Linked DNA regions of Mus musculus: region 2 is linked to region 1. The links are chromatin contacts, called in public promoter capture Hi-C maps. All regions are on one chromosome and are shown on one strand. The core of a region is the stretch at or near the end of the contact, and the rest is flanking DNA. Distances in the headings are between cores, read along the strand shown.

Region 1 (6,193 bases), core at 1,155-3,654:
TAAACTAACATGCAAGGCTACATTGACAATTTTACGTCTAGAAAAAAAAAAAGGACATCTCATATGCTTACACAGACTTTATGTATATTAAAGGCCTCTGAAATACTTTTTCTCCTCATTGCTGGGACCCAAACCCAGGGCCCACATATTTGTACACAAAGCTACATCCCCAGCTGTATTTTCTCGACCCCCTAACTCACAATTAAGCAATATTGCTACAGGTAATTAATGAGTATTTGTACTTAAAAACTTTTCGATACTTATAATCAGAGCAGTAGCAGGCAGTAGTAAAAGATCGCATCTACTATATGCCAAACATGTTTTCTCAATGGCCTCTCACAACCTTACTGAAAGAGTATCATCTTCCTGATACAAGAAAACAGATACACAAATCCTAGACATCAAGAGAACATGACAATAAGTATTAATGACATGGCCATGGTTCTAACTAGTCTGTAAAAGTTAAGACCCTTTTCCTATTAAACTCCACACTTCGGCTGTTCCTCGAGTAATGTTGATAGAAACAGCTTTTTACTTCTCCTCTCCCCACCCCCACCCTCCCATTGAAGAACATACTGTTTCTCTGTGAGCCTAGGTTCAGAAAAGAGCAATCTCTGGTCATTACAGTGACCACGACCTAAAAGCTTCAAATGATACAGTATTGTGTGACTCCACCCACAGTCAAGGTCTAGCTGTGTGGTCTAACTAGACCCAAATATAAAAAGTGAGGTTAGTCGGCAACTAAAATACCGTTTACATACAGTTCTGAAATGCCCTATTCACTCAGTGGCAGATTTACCTTTATTTCCGCTTTTTGTTTTGAGATAGCTTTCCAGGAGCACACAATAAATTGACCATAGAGGCTGATGATCTAGGTTTGGGAGACTTAAGGAAAAACACGTTTGGTTGCACATGACTATCTCCATGGAGAATTAAGATAACGAGAATCAGTAAGATAGCATCTAAAACTGCTGTAGCGTGCCTTCACTGTGTACAAACAGCTCAGCTAAACTCCTGAACACAATCCGCCTAAACAGTCTAAGCTAAATAAGCCGCCGGTAGGGTTAAGATGACAGCTCCGGGAACTTCCTCTTCCTCACTGACCTCCTCAGTTCTGTGTCCACGCCTTTCCCTCTAGGAGGCAGGATATAAGCCATTTCAAATTCACAAAATTGATCCAATCCCACCAACACCACAGGCCAACAAGGCCAGTTTCCCTTTCTTCCTCTCTGCCTTTCCAGAGTGATTTCCAGGGAAGTGAAAAATCTAACCAACGATAAAGTATCCGCTGCAACAACTGCAACAACAAAGAACGTATTTACTCAAGCCTCTGCTCGCACAGCCTTAAAGGACGGACGGAAAGAGGAGATCCGAACCCCACGAATTCCGAGATTTCCTGTTTTGATTCACTTTCCCTCGGGTTCCCCACGCCAGCCTGGGAAGGCCTGCAGTTAGAACGCCAAAATATGCCTTCCTCTCCCCTTGGGAGACGCGGAGGCGGCACAGGCGACCACGATCCGCGTGTCCCGCCCCCGACCCTCACCTGGCCAGGCCCGGGGCAGCGCCCGGGGCCCGCGCGAGGACGGAGTCCCAGGAGCGTCTGGGGAGGCCACCGGGCGCGAAGACGGTTAGGCCGCGCTGCAGGCCGGCGCGCTTCCTGCCGCGGCCCCGGCCTCGGGAACCGCGGCCCGAGCCCCCGCTGCCCGCCGCCCGCCGCCGTGGGGGCCGCACTGCCTCCCGCGTCCACGGCGTGGGTTCCCGCCGAGCCGTTCTCACCTGTGAGGCTCTGAGCCCCGGCCTCGAAGCGGAAGGACCTCGACGCTCTGGGGTCCCCGACTCCGTCCCCCTCCCCACACGCACACGGCCTGGAACCCGCGCCCCCTGAGGCGACGCGGGCCGGCTCCCGCCGCCCGACACACACACACGCAGACACACACACACGCGACACACACGCACACCCACTCGCCGCGGGGCCGCCTCCCGCCCGCCAAAGTCCCAACTCACACACCCACACACGTTCGTCCCTCGCCCACCTCACTTCCCCGGGGAGACGCGCTCCCCCTCGCTCCACTCCCGGTCCGACTCCGAGGCACGGAAACACTCTACCTCATTCTCCTCCGCGGGCCCTGAACGAGCACCAGCAGCCATTTCCCCGCGGCTGGGGAAACACACACACACAAACACGCGCGCGCGCACCAGGGCCCCACAGATGCTCCCCTCCAGACCTCAGACGCAAACACAAACACCCACGCCCGCCCGCTCACCCCGAGGGGCCGCGGCGGCGGCGGGAGGCCGGGCCCCGGAAGGCGAGCGCGCAGGGCCGGGAGTCGAGGCCCGCGCCCCCTCCTCACCTGCATTCAGCGCGCCAGGGTCCGGACGGCGGCGACGGCGGCGGCGGCGGGGCGGCTGCTGCTGGGGCTGCGGCGGCGGGGGAGGCGGCGGCGGCGGTGGCGGCGGGGCTGAGGGCAGTAAAGACATGCAGGCAGCCCGCCGGGGGGAGAGGCACCGGCCGGAGGGGACGCGGGGCGGGCGGGCCGGGCCGGGCCGCCTGAGGAACCACCGAGGCGGCGGAGGGCGGCCGAAGGGAGCGCAGAGCAGACGGATCGGGGGGCGGGGAGGGGGGACGCGGGCCGCGCCGCGCAGGACCGGGGCGACCGGGGCGCGTAGGAGAGGGCCCGCGGTCGCCGGAGACGCCGCTGCGAAAGCCTCGCGGAGCCCGCCCTTGGCCTTGGCCTCCTGGCGCTGAGGCTGCCGCCGCCGCGGGGGTCGATGCCGAGCCGGGTCGCTGCCGAGGCCGGGGCCGAGGAGAGAGAAAAAGAGAGGGAGAAGAGAGAGAGAGAGACGCGAGCTTTCGATGCCTTCGCTCTAATTCACACACGCTCACAACCCCGAGGGCCGGGGAGAGAAGTCCAGGCGCTATCGCTTTAGAGATTAATAACAAGGTGCAGAGAGTGCGAGGAGGAGGAGGAGGAGAGTTGATTGACGTGGAGGGGCTGGCGGGAGTCAGTCACTCCCCGGCGCCGAGGGGTGGGGTGAGGGGAAGGGGGCGGGGCCCCGGCGCGCCGCGCTTCGGGAGTTGCGCGTGCGCGCGGGACGGCCAAGCGCCTGGCTCGCTTCTTACCGTCGCCCTCGCTGGTGTTTTGGGAAAAAAAAAAAAACTGCTTTATTAGATTGAGTGGAGGGTAGAAGCCGAGAAGACTCGTACGATTAGCAGAACCTAGGTGCTGATGCTGGGGATGGGGAAGGGACACGCGGGTGCTTGCACTGTTTCCTGACGCTGGCCCACGCAGGCCCACAGCAGAGCTCAGGGCATTCTGGGTGGTTAATTAAGGAGACCTCAGGTGAGGTGGAACGACCCAAGGAAATGTTTTCTGACGTCCTCAGTGGGTTTCTTGACTTCTTCTTCTTCTTTTTAAAAACAGCATGTGTAAATTGCATGGCGGGAGGTGGGTTTAAAAGCCTATGACGCTCTGCGATAACCCCGTCCTATTTTTAATCCTCTCTCGCGATAAAATTGTATTTGGCAGTTTGCGGCGGTTACGGAGTGAAAACATTTAAGTGTAAACTGGAAATATTATTGGTTACCGTGTGAATGGAGCTTGCTATTTTAAGTCCGGAGGATTTTACTTGTGCCACCTGAAGCTTCTTCCAACAAAGCTAGAAGCAAATTGCATGTGCTCTGCAAGGCAGAGTGCTGCCTTGGATTTTGCACTTTTCCGTCTCTCCCGGCGCATGGCTCTGTGCTGGGTATTTACCGACGCCGGTCCAGAGTCGATTCAATATGTTTTATTCTCAAATATATGTTGTTTTCAGCACTCTTAAGGCACCGTGTTGGTTGCCTTTTTCTCAGGCCTTGTTATTGAATGTTTAAAGCCTTTATCTTTTGAGAGAAGAAGGGGGTGCAATTATAAATGCAAATTATTTATGGAGAACTGAACTGCATTTTCTTCTTGTTACCAGGAAGTGTGAATGAGTGAAAAAGCCCCTCTGGGTCAAAAAAAAAAAAAAAAAAAAAAAAAAAACCTACCAGCTACCTTTTTTCCATCCTGGTTCAGTTTCTATTTCCTACTAGCAACTTCTCCCCCCCCCCTCCTCCCCACCCCCATACACACACACACACACACACCAACAGCAACACTTTATGTAAGAGGTGTTAAGATGGCCTTAATCATGCAAGAAGTCTATTCAATCCCAACTGGTTTAGTCCAACCTGACAAGATACTAATAGTAATTAGTAATCTTTGGCTTTGTAAACAACAAAGCCAAACAACAAAGCCAACAAGTTACCCCAGGAGGCCAGAATAGTGAACCTGCCTGTATAGCACCTGACTAAGTAAATTTCTTGACACATACTCCCAAAATAGAAAGACTAGCAAATGTTGCAAAGGGGGAAAATAAAGACTTCAGAATTTAAGTCAGATAAGTGTGATACTTACATGTCTCACATGTCTCCAAATGCCTGTAGGTAGCTTTCTAGGTCCTGCACAGTAAGCACACATACATGCCAGTTGTGTTGTGTTCTTTCCCAGCACGGGAAAGACAGTCAAGCCGCTACAGTCCTCACGCCTGTGGACTGCACAGTGCTTGCAGAGGAAGCTGACACATAAACAGGAAGTTCTCAGAGAAGGAGCCAAAAATGAAAGGTGACACAAATCAGATGAACAATGCCTAGAAGGACAGATGGAAATCGCTGGCGGTTTTTTTTACCTCAGCCATCTGATACTCCCCACCATCTACTGCCTAATAACAGGAAGACAGAGAGCAGCTGCAGATAGAAAGAGTACTGACAAATGATGAGGCTTGCTGGTCTTGAGGCCCAGATTTACAGGGTCAGTGTTCACTGCTGGTGTCTTAAGTTTTAAGTAGTAAATGTTTCCCAGTCATTGAAGACAGGGGAGGGGTAATTAGAACATTTAGAATAAGGAATGTGGATGTTTATAAAAAAGCTCAATAGGGTGGGGGTGGGGGGTGTTCTGTAGAGATGCTCAGTGGTTAAGAGCTAAGTGGCTAAGTGGCTGTTCTTTCAGAGGCTCTGTTTAATACCCAGCTCACAACCATCCCTAACTTCAGTTCTAGGAGATCTAATATCCTTTCCTGACTTCTCTGGGCACCAGTTTGTATCTCCTTGATGACTACTCATCTTTATCTGGATGGATACACTAACTTTCTAGAATTGATCATTACAACAATGTACACATTTAGAGAAATATGTTCTGTAAATAAGTACAACTATACATCAGTGGGTTGAAGAGAAACTTATCCTTTTAAAGAGGTGACTTGGAGCTGCAGACACAGGGCTCAGTCATTAAGAATCCTGCCTACACTTGTTCCTGCCACCCACAGCAGGCATCTCACAAATGCCTGTCACTCAAGCTCCAGGAGATTCAACACCCTCTTCTGGCCCCCAAGGGTACCCACACACACATGGCAAGCATACACAGAACCAAACACATAAATAAATAAAAATAAATCTTAAAAAAATATTAGTAAGATCGTTCAATGCATTTTATCCCATCTCATGAATATGAACAACTATAACTTGGTCTGGAATGTAGTTCATTGGCTTATCATTCTGTAGTACACACAATGCCCTAGTTTTGATCCCCAGCACCATAAATACATGAGCCAAAAACTTTAACTCTGAAATAGTGTCCTTGATGATAGTTCAGCCAGTAAAGTGCTCGAATTGCAAGAAAGAAGGCTCGAGTTTGATCCTGCAGAACCCACAAAAAAAGCTGAGTGTGGGGACACATCCTCATAGAGCCAAGAGTAACTGGAAGGTAGGCAGATCCCTGGGACTCACTGGCCAGCCGACTTAGCCTCCTTGGTGAGTTCCTGGGGCAGTAACATACCCTATCTCAAAAATAAGCGCAAAACAAGCAAAAAAGGCGAAACAAAGCAGCTAGAACCTCAGAAACAACAGCTAAAGTGTCCTGGTGGCCCCACACACATATCACACATGTGCTCATGGCCACTCATATACAAACATAGCACATAAATGTACACAGATACACATTGAGATCATCTGTATTGGTTTTACTTTCCAGGTCTCCCTATAGGACCTCTAAACTACATTTCTATTACCTGACATATTCTACATCTCACTGAACTACATTTTCTATGCTCTTGTCCTCGATATCACCCCCTCTCCTTTCTCTATTTATATATTTTTTGTTGTTTTGTTTTTATTGCG
Region 2 (6,193 bases), core at 1,608-4,107, 1.9 Mb after region 1:
AACTGAGACACAAGCTGGAAGGTCCAAAGGCCCTAGCTCCTGTAAGCACTGTGCTTGACAGCAGCTATCTTTTATTCATTTCCCCACAACATATAATTAGTAACTGAGCAACTATACTTGAGCCAGAGAACAGTATATGCTATAGAAATCCAAACTTGCAAACCAGATTCAATAAGAGCCTCGTTTTCTTCAAATGTGACATTGAAGTAATCCGTTGCTTTTGAGTAACACTGAATGACATTCTCAGCACATTCAGCGATGGAATCAGAAACTTATAAACAACGGTCTGCTTGGCTTTGACAGTTACAGATCTAAGCTCTTATTTATATTCCCTGCCTAGATGGTTTGACCTCAGACCCTGTCCAGGAACCAGAGTGCTATCTTTGGCTCCTGAAGCAGGAGACTGAAGATTGAACACCGACAGGCATACATTTTTATAGGGACAGCTTTACGGCTGCCAATAACCAAAGCGGGGATTGCCTAGGCCTCTACAGATTGTTTGAAGTTACTTGCAACATGACTTTCAAAATGTTTTGATCATCCAAGCCTGTTTTACAGAAAACATTTGGGCTCAGAAGACTGAGGGAGGCAATATTTAATGACACAGCTCCTATCCGTGTCCCTCCCATTACCCTGATAAACTTGCACTTGTTCCTGGCATCCAAAAAAAAAAAAAAAAAAAAGAAAGAAAGAAAAGAAAAGAAAAAAAAAAAAACAGAAGAGGGTAACCACAGAAAACATTGCATCCAAGGGTTATTTTTAAATAGGGATTGCCACTAATTCCTGGTTACTTCTAAATAAGAGAGTAAGCTGGATTTACCAGCAGCCATGCTTTTTATAGCCGAGGGAAACAGTGTTTGCTAGTGAAGCCTCCTGCATATATAGAACGGTTACATTTTAAACCAGCCACACACCCACACATTGTGTAAACACAACTCATTTCTTTAAATGCACACACACACAAGTGCTTTTTCAGCTAGTGGGTTATTAACACATGTTCATTTAAAGTTTTCCGACACTTTTAAAATGTGGAAGTTTACAGAGCCAAGTGTGTGGAGTTGAAAATATAGTACAGACACTATTAGGATAAAATGTATTTTTTAAATGTGATAAATTATGAGAAAGCATAACTCAAACTCAAAACAGATGAGTGGTCGAAAAGGAAAAGACATTAAGAATTGTATTTGAAGATGTTCCCTCACACCCTGGGCCAAGTTTCTGGGAGCCAGATAAATTGAACTTGCAAGGGTTAGCTGAAAGTCTCGCCTGCACACCATGTGTGAAAGGGCCACCTTGAGACGTTTAAAATTCAACATTTTGATTTCGGGAAAGATTTCCCATGAGAAGGGTTTTAGAACAGGGAAACCCGGCTGTTTGTTCGATTTCCTTTCCAATGCCAAGAAAGGTACGATGGGGAGACATACCTCACAAATCTCTCTGTCAGCTGGTGGACAAAATTATAAATTTCAATCCAGTTATTTGCTACACTGCCAGACCTGAAAAAGGAAGATAAATTGATCAGAAAGACAAAAAGTGGGCCTTAATGGCAAACATTTCTTCAGTTTTAAAAGGCGCATGATGGGGGGTGGAGGTCGGGGGTCAGGGATAGGGGGCGGGGACTGACTCCCCTCTTCAAAGTTAAGTGTGCTTGTTCATGTCCATGTTCAGAGCTGAAACTTTAGTGTTTGGGCTGAATCAAGGAAACCAGGAAGACCACACTTCTTGGGGGGGGGGGGGGGGACACTTGCTTTGTACTGTTTAGAGAGAGACCTGGCTTTTCAAAATAAAAACACAAGCCCTCATTTCTCAGGAAATGCAAGCCACATTGGGTATATTAAGGCTTTCCCCCCCCCCCCCTGGCTCCCAGTGTGATCAGGATAAAATTAGGCAAACTTTAGAATGTCCGTGGGGGTCTAGGGGGAGTATGATAAAGAGGCACAAAAGTTCCTGGGAGGAAACGAGCTGCAGGTGGCCACACTACCGTTTCCCAAAAGATTCCAGGACAAAAAAAGCACTGCACGCCTCTCCTTTGGAGAACCAAGTAGCCCTGGAGTCTCGCAGCCCCTATTCCTGTACAGCTAATGAGCTTGCCTTTGAAAGGAGTCAGCCACATGCACACTAGGGAGAGTTCCCTCGTCGCCTCCCCCAGAATCCAAACACATCTCAACTTCAGTCCTAGCTGATTCAGAGCTGCCCTCCCCCCAGGAGACCCTGACCCCACAGTCCTCCTTCACTCACTTGTCCAGTACGAAGTACAAATCGAAGGCTTTTTTGCAAGAGGGCTGCTCCTGGGCTTGCAGCAACGACCCCGGACCGCCCACAGCCAACAACCACAGGCCAGGGAACAGCCAGCTCCCAGGGCTGCGCGCCCGGGACCGACCGGCCACCATCCTGTGGCCGGGGCCCGGCAGCTCTCTCTGGCTCACAGTCCCTTGGGCTCGGGGTTCTGGGCTCCGGGCTTCACAGAGCAGAGACGTGAAAGAGGCGGAGTCACCGGGGACTCGCCCGGGGGTCAGAGGCTGAGCGGGGCTGGGATGCCCTCTCCAAGCTCAGAGCCACCCAACAGCTGCCACTGAGGAGAGAGAGCGAGGTCCTGGGAGGACAAAGAGAGTCTCCGCAGCCGCCACAGCTGCCGCCGGAACTCTGGGCAAATCCCAGTGGACAGAGTCCAGTTCTCCCACTCCGGATTCCGGAGAGTTGCTGCAGACAATGAGGCCCGCAGCGACAGCTCTCGGGACAAGTTCCTCGCCTCCCGCTGAGTCTCCGGCGCCCACCCGGGAGCAGAAAGGCTGGCGTCTAGCTGCGGTGGTGAGCTGCGGGACAGGCACCCGCGGACCCCACGATCGCCGCGGGAACTCAGCCGAGTCCTCCTCTTCCGCCTCTCTTCCTCGGACCGCCCAACTCCTCGCGGCACTTTATAACTTTCTTCCCTGCCCCAACCTGGCGCCGCGCCGCGCGGGGCGAGCCTCTGCAGCCCGGGATGCTAAGCACCCGGGGGAGCGGCAGGCCGCCGGGCACCTCAGGCCTGGGGGGTGGGAGTGGGCGCTGACCGGTCTGCTCGTGCGAGCCCGAGGGCGGGGCGCCGGGAGGAAGCCCGACGAGCCACACAAGCACACTTGAGGGTTCGTGCTGAGCAGCGGATGACTAACGCCTGCCAGATTTCGGAAGGGAGAGAGGAGTTCTGAAAAACAAACGTCCTCTAGATACTAAACATATCCAACTCTCCCGCAAGCCTGGCCCGGCCTGTTTTCCCCAGCTGTGCTGGAACGGCCCTCCGCGTGGTTTAGAGACTCAGGACCAGCTGTCTCCTGGATAGTGACGGCCTTATGCCTCATCCCTCCGCACCTTTCATCCATCACACACCGACCTAGTGACGCAGGATTTAAGGTTTAAGAAAGGGGACTTCCTCTTTTCTTTCTCTTTTTTTTTCTATTTGATAATTTTTCCATTTTTCATTAATTCTGAGAGTTTCATGCGACGTGTACTGATCATATATATTTTTCACACACACACACCCAACACCTCCCTACCCCTAACTCCTCTGAAATCAACCCTCACCTCCCTACACACACCTCAACTTCGTGTCCCTTTTGTCAAGAACCCATAGACTCCAATTTGAGCAGTCTATATACTCCTGGTCCACGTGGGGACCATTCAATGGAGTAGGTTTAGCCTTCAAAGAACCACACCCTTAAAGAAAACCATAGCCCCACTCGGAAGCCTTCTACTGTGCATAGCTCCAGGGTGACCGGTGGGATTTCATTAAAAAAAAAAAAAAAAAAAAAAAGTTTCCCACTCCATGCTAGCAGGTTGACTGGCTTGATCTTCTGAGGATATTGTGCGACAACCTCAGCGGCTGTGTGTTCATGCATGCAGCAATCCCGTCATGCCCAGAGGCCAGCGCTGAGCTGTAGTGCCCCTGACCTAGAGTTCTGTGAATCTTTTCACTCACCTTACTCCCACCCTTTGTGGATTGTCCTGGAACGTTAAGGAGGGCTTGTGATTTGTATGTCCCATTTGTGGCTGGGCAATCCACGAGCATTTATTCTCTTCGATTTGACCATTTGTGGGTTTGTGCATTAACCACCATCCCCTGCACTGAGAAACTTGTCTGATGAGGTCTCAGAGTTGCGCTGGCTGATCTACAAGTAGAGAGACATGAATTCAGAGGGTCGTTTGCTTTGATGTCCATTTATTTGACATCAAAGTAATAGGTTCATTCCTGTGGCCCATGAGCACCACAGCCACAGGCTCTTGGAGTATCTTGGAGAAAGATACGTTTCTTTCTGTGGAGTGAGCCTTAATCCCAATCAGAAAACAGTTATCACCCTATATTGTAGAAATGAGCATATCTCTCCATGTTAGCCATTCCTGTGGCTTGCAGGCTTCACTGGTAGGCAGGACTATTGATGGCTTTTCTCTCTTGGCAGCTCACATAATCAATTCTAAGACTATAAGAGCTAGATTTCGGGAGACTACAGGTCAGTTCCAGATGGGTTCCTCAAAGTCCTGTGTCCAAAATGCATGGTGTCTACAGCTAAAGGGTCTTGACATCAAGTTCCGGTAGGCAACCAAGAGTAATGGTAATAGCCTGTATTGATTTTGGGACACCTGTGATCAACAACTTAAAGGAAGGTTATCCCACACCCCACTGGGCTTTTAATTTGCATCTCTCCCAGCCAAGACAAAGCTAGGAGCCAGTGATCACTTCGGTAGCAATGAAAAATCACACCTGGAAATATCTAGTCCCACTCTCCCTGAGCCCAGTTATCACGGGTTTCACCTTGAAAAGGCTAAGTAGTGGAGGAGATAAAGCCAGGTAACTTGTAAGCATTGTGCAATGTGTACATTAATATGTACAATTTTATGGTTACGTATGACTCAAAGAACAAACTGAATCACAATAAGACTTCATCCGGCGGTGAGCTCATCAGATCTTGCCAAAATCCTACAGGGGCTGAAGTTTGTGTGCAAATTTCTCCTTACTGATTCTGTTCTCTTCCCCATTTCTCCCTCCCCTCTCTTCTCCACCACTTCCACCTGTGACTTCCCCTTTTGCTTTGTCAACAACGTAGCTTTTAGAGCTTTCAACGTCACTGATGCACACAGTGACTGAGAGGAGGCAGCCCCTCCTCCTTCACAAGTCACTGTAACAAGTCAATGCTTTATGATAGGAAGTTCCTGTGATGCTTACAGGCTGCTCTTTTGCATGTGTATTGTTGGCCACCATCTATGTTTAACTTTTTATTTATGATACTCTATTTATGATATTTATGATTTTGATTTACAGCCAGATATGTCAATGTCAGCTCTTTGAGGACAGGAGACCATCACTTCAATGAATATTTATTGAGTACCTATCAGCTAGTGCCCAGAATTCAGATAGTAAATGCCCTTTGTGAGACTTGCAGTTAGGTCTCCATTTTTAACTCTAATCCTATTCAAAAGAGAATTATACTTTGAGTAATTTTACCAAATAATACCATATATTACATGTGTGTATACATATATACATATATGTGTGTATACATATATATGTATGTATGTATGTATATATACACACACACACACATATATTCTAATAAAAATCTGGGATAAATGAAGTCTGCCAGAAACTGTAAAAGTGTTTTCAAGAAGCAATTTGAAGAGATATGCTACAGGATATTGCCCCTTGGTAAGGTACTTGGAACTCTCGATAATTGGCTCCTTTGCCCCTGGTTTCTTGACTCATTGCCTGCTCATCTTGTAGACTTTGATGTCTTCTCTTACACTCAAATTATAGCAAAATACACTCTCTGACCTCGGCACTTCCTGGATCCCAAGGCTAATAGAAGTAACTGGTATACTGAACCCCGGCACTCATGGTTCTTTGTTGGTTTGTGTAGGTGATGAGTTCAGCACAGCTCTAGAAGTCTTGCATTTCACTAGCTTGCTCATGCAAGACTGACCACAAAACAGGAAATGGCCTCAACCAGCAGAGATCAATAGTCAAACAAATTATGTTCATGTAAAAACTATTTACTGATTTTTGGTTATTAGGGTAACCCGCTGTCCTGATTTGCTGCTTACTGTGGGGAGTCCAAGGACATGGGCTAAAGCTAAAAGTAGGTCAGTCTCTTCTTGGGAGTGTCCCTGGCAAATGCTGCTGCTGACCATGCTTTCTCACAAGCAATAATGAAGGAGATGAGAGCCA

The links. Capture Hi-C pulls out chosen DNA fragments and counts their contacts.
Region 2: a contact with region 1 is called in a promoter capture Hi-C map of liver, with 3 times the contacts expected there. The contact joins the promoter of Antxr2 here to the promoter of Cnot6l in region 1. A contact is called at or near these places in 1 of 39 promoter capture datasets (pre-B cells), 2 of 484 Hi-C or Micro-C datasets (CD4 T cells and pre-B cells), 1 of 115 datasets of contacts at active chromatin or transcription factors (thymic regulatory T cells) and 2 of 9 other capture datasets (adipose tissue and liver).

Annotation. Positions count from the first base shown.
Region 1 is chr5:96,159,586-96,165,778 of GRCm38.p6, forward strand. It overlaps Cnot6l (CCR4-NOT transcription complex, subunit 6-like), which reads right to left and starts at 2,405. Exons shown (of 12, transcript NM_144910.2): 1 at 2,352-2,405. Gm52799 reads left to right here and starts at 2,210. Exons shown (of 2, transcript XM_030254979.1): 1 at 2,210-2,306; 2 at 2,554-4,361. The coding sequence starts at 2,210. The coding sequence ends at 3,170.
Region 2 is chr5:98,028,160-98,034,352 of GRCm38.p6, forward strand. Antxr2 (anthrax toxin receptor 2) reads right to left here and starts at 2,858. Exons shown (of 17, transcript NM_133738.2): 1 at 2,239-2,858; 2 at 1,425-1,496. The coding sequence starts at 2,390. It also overlaps Gm42759.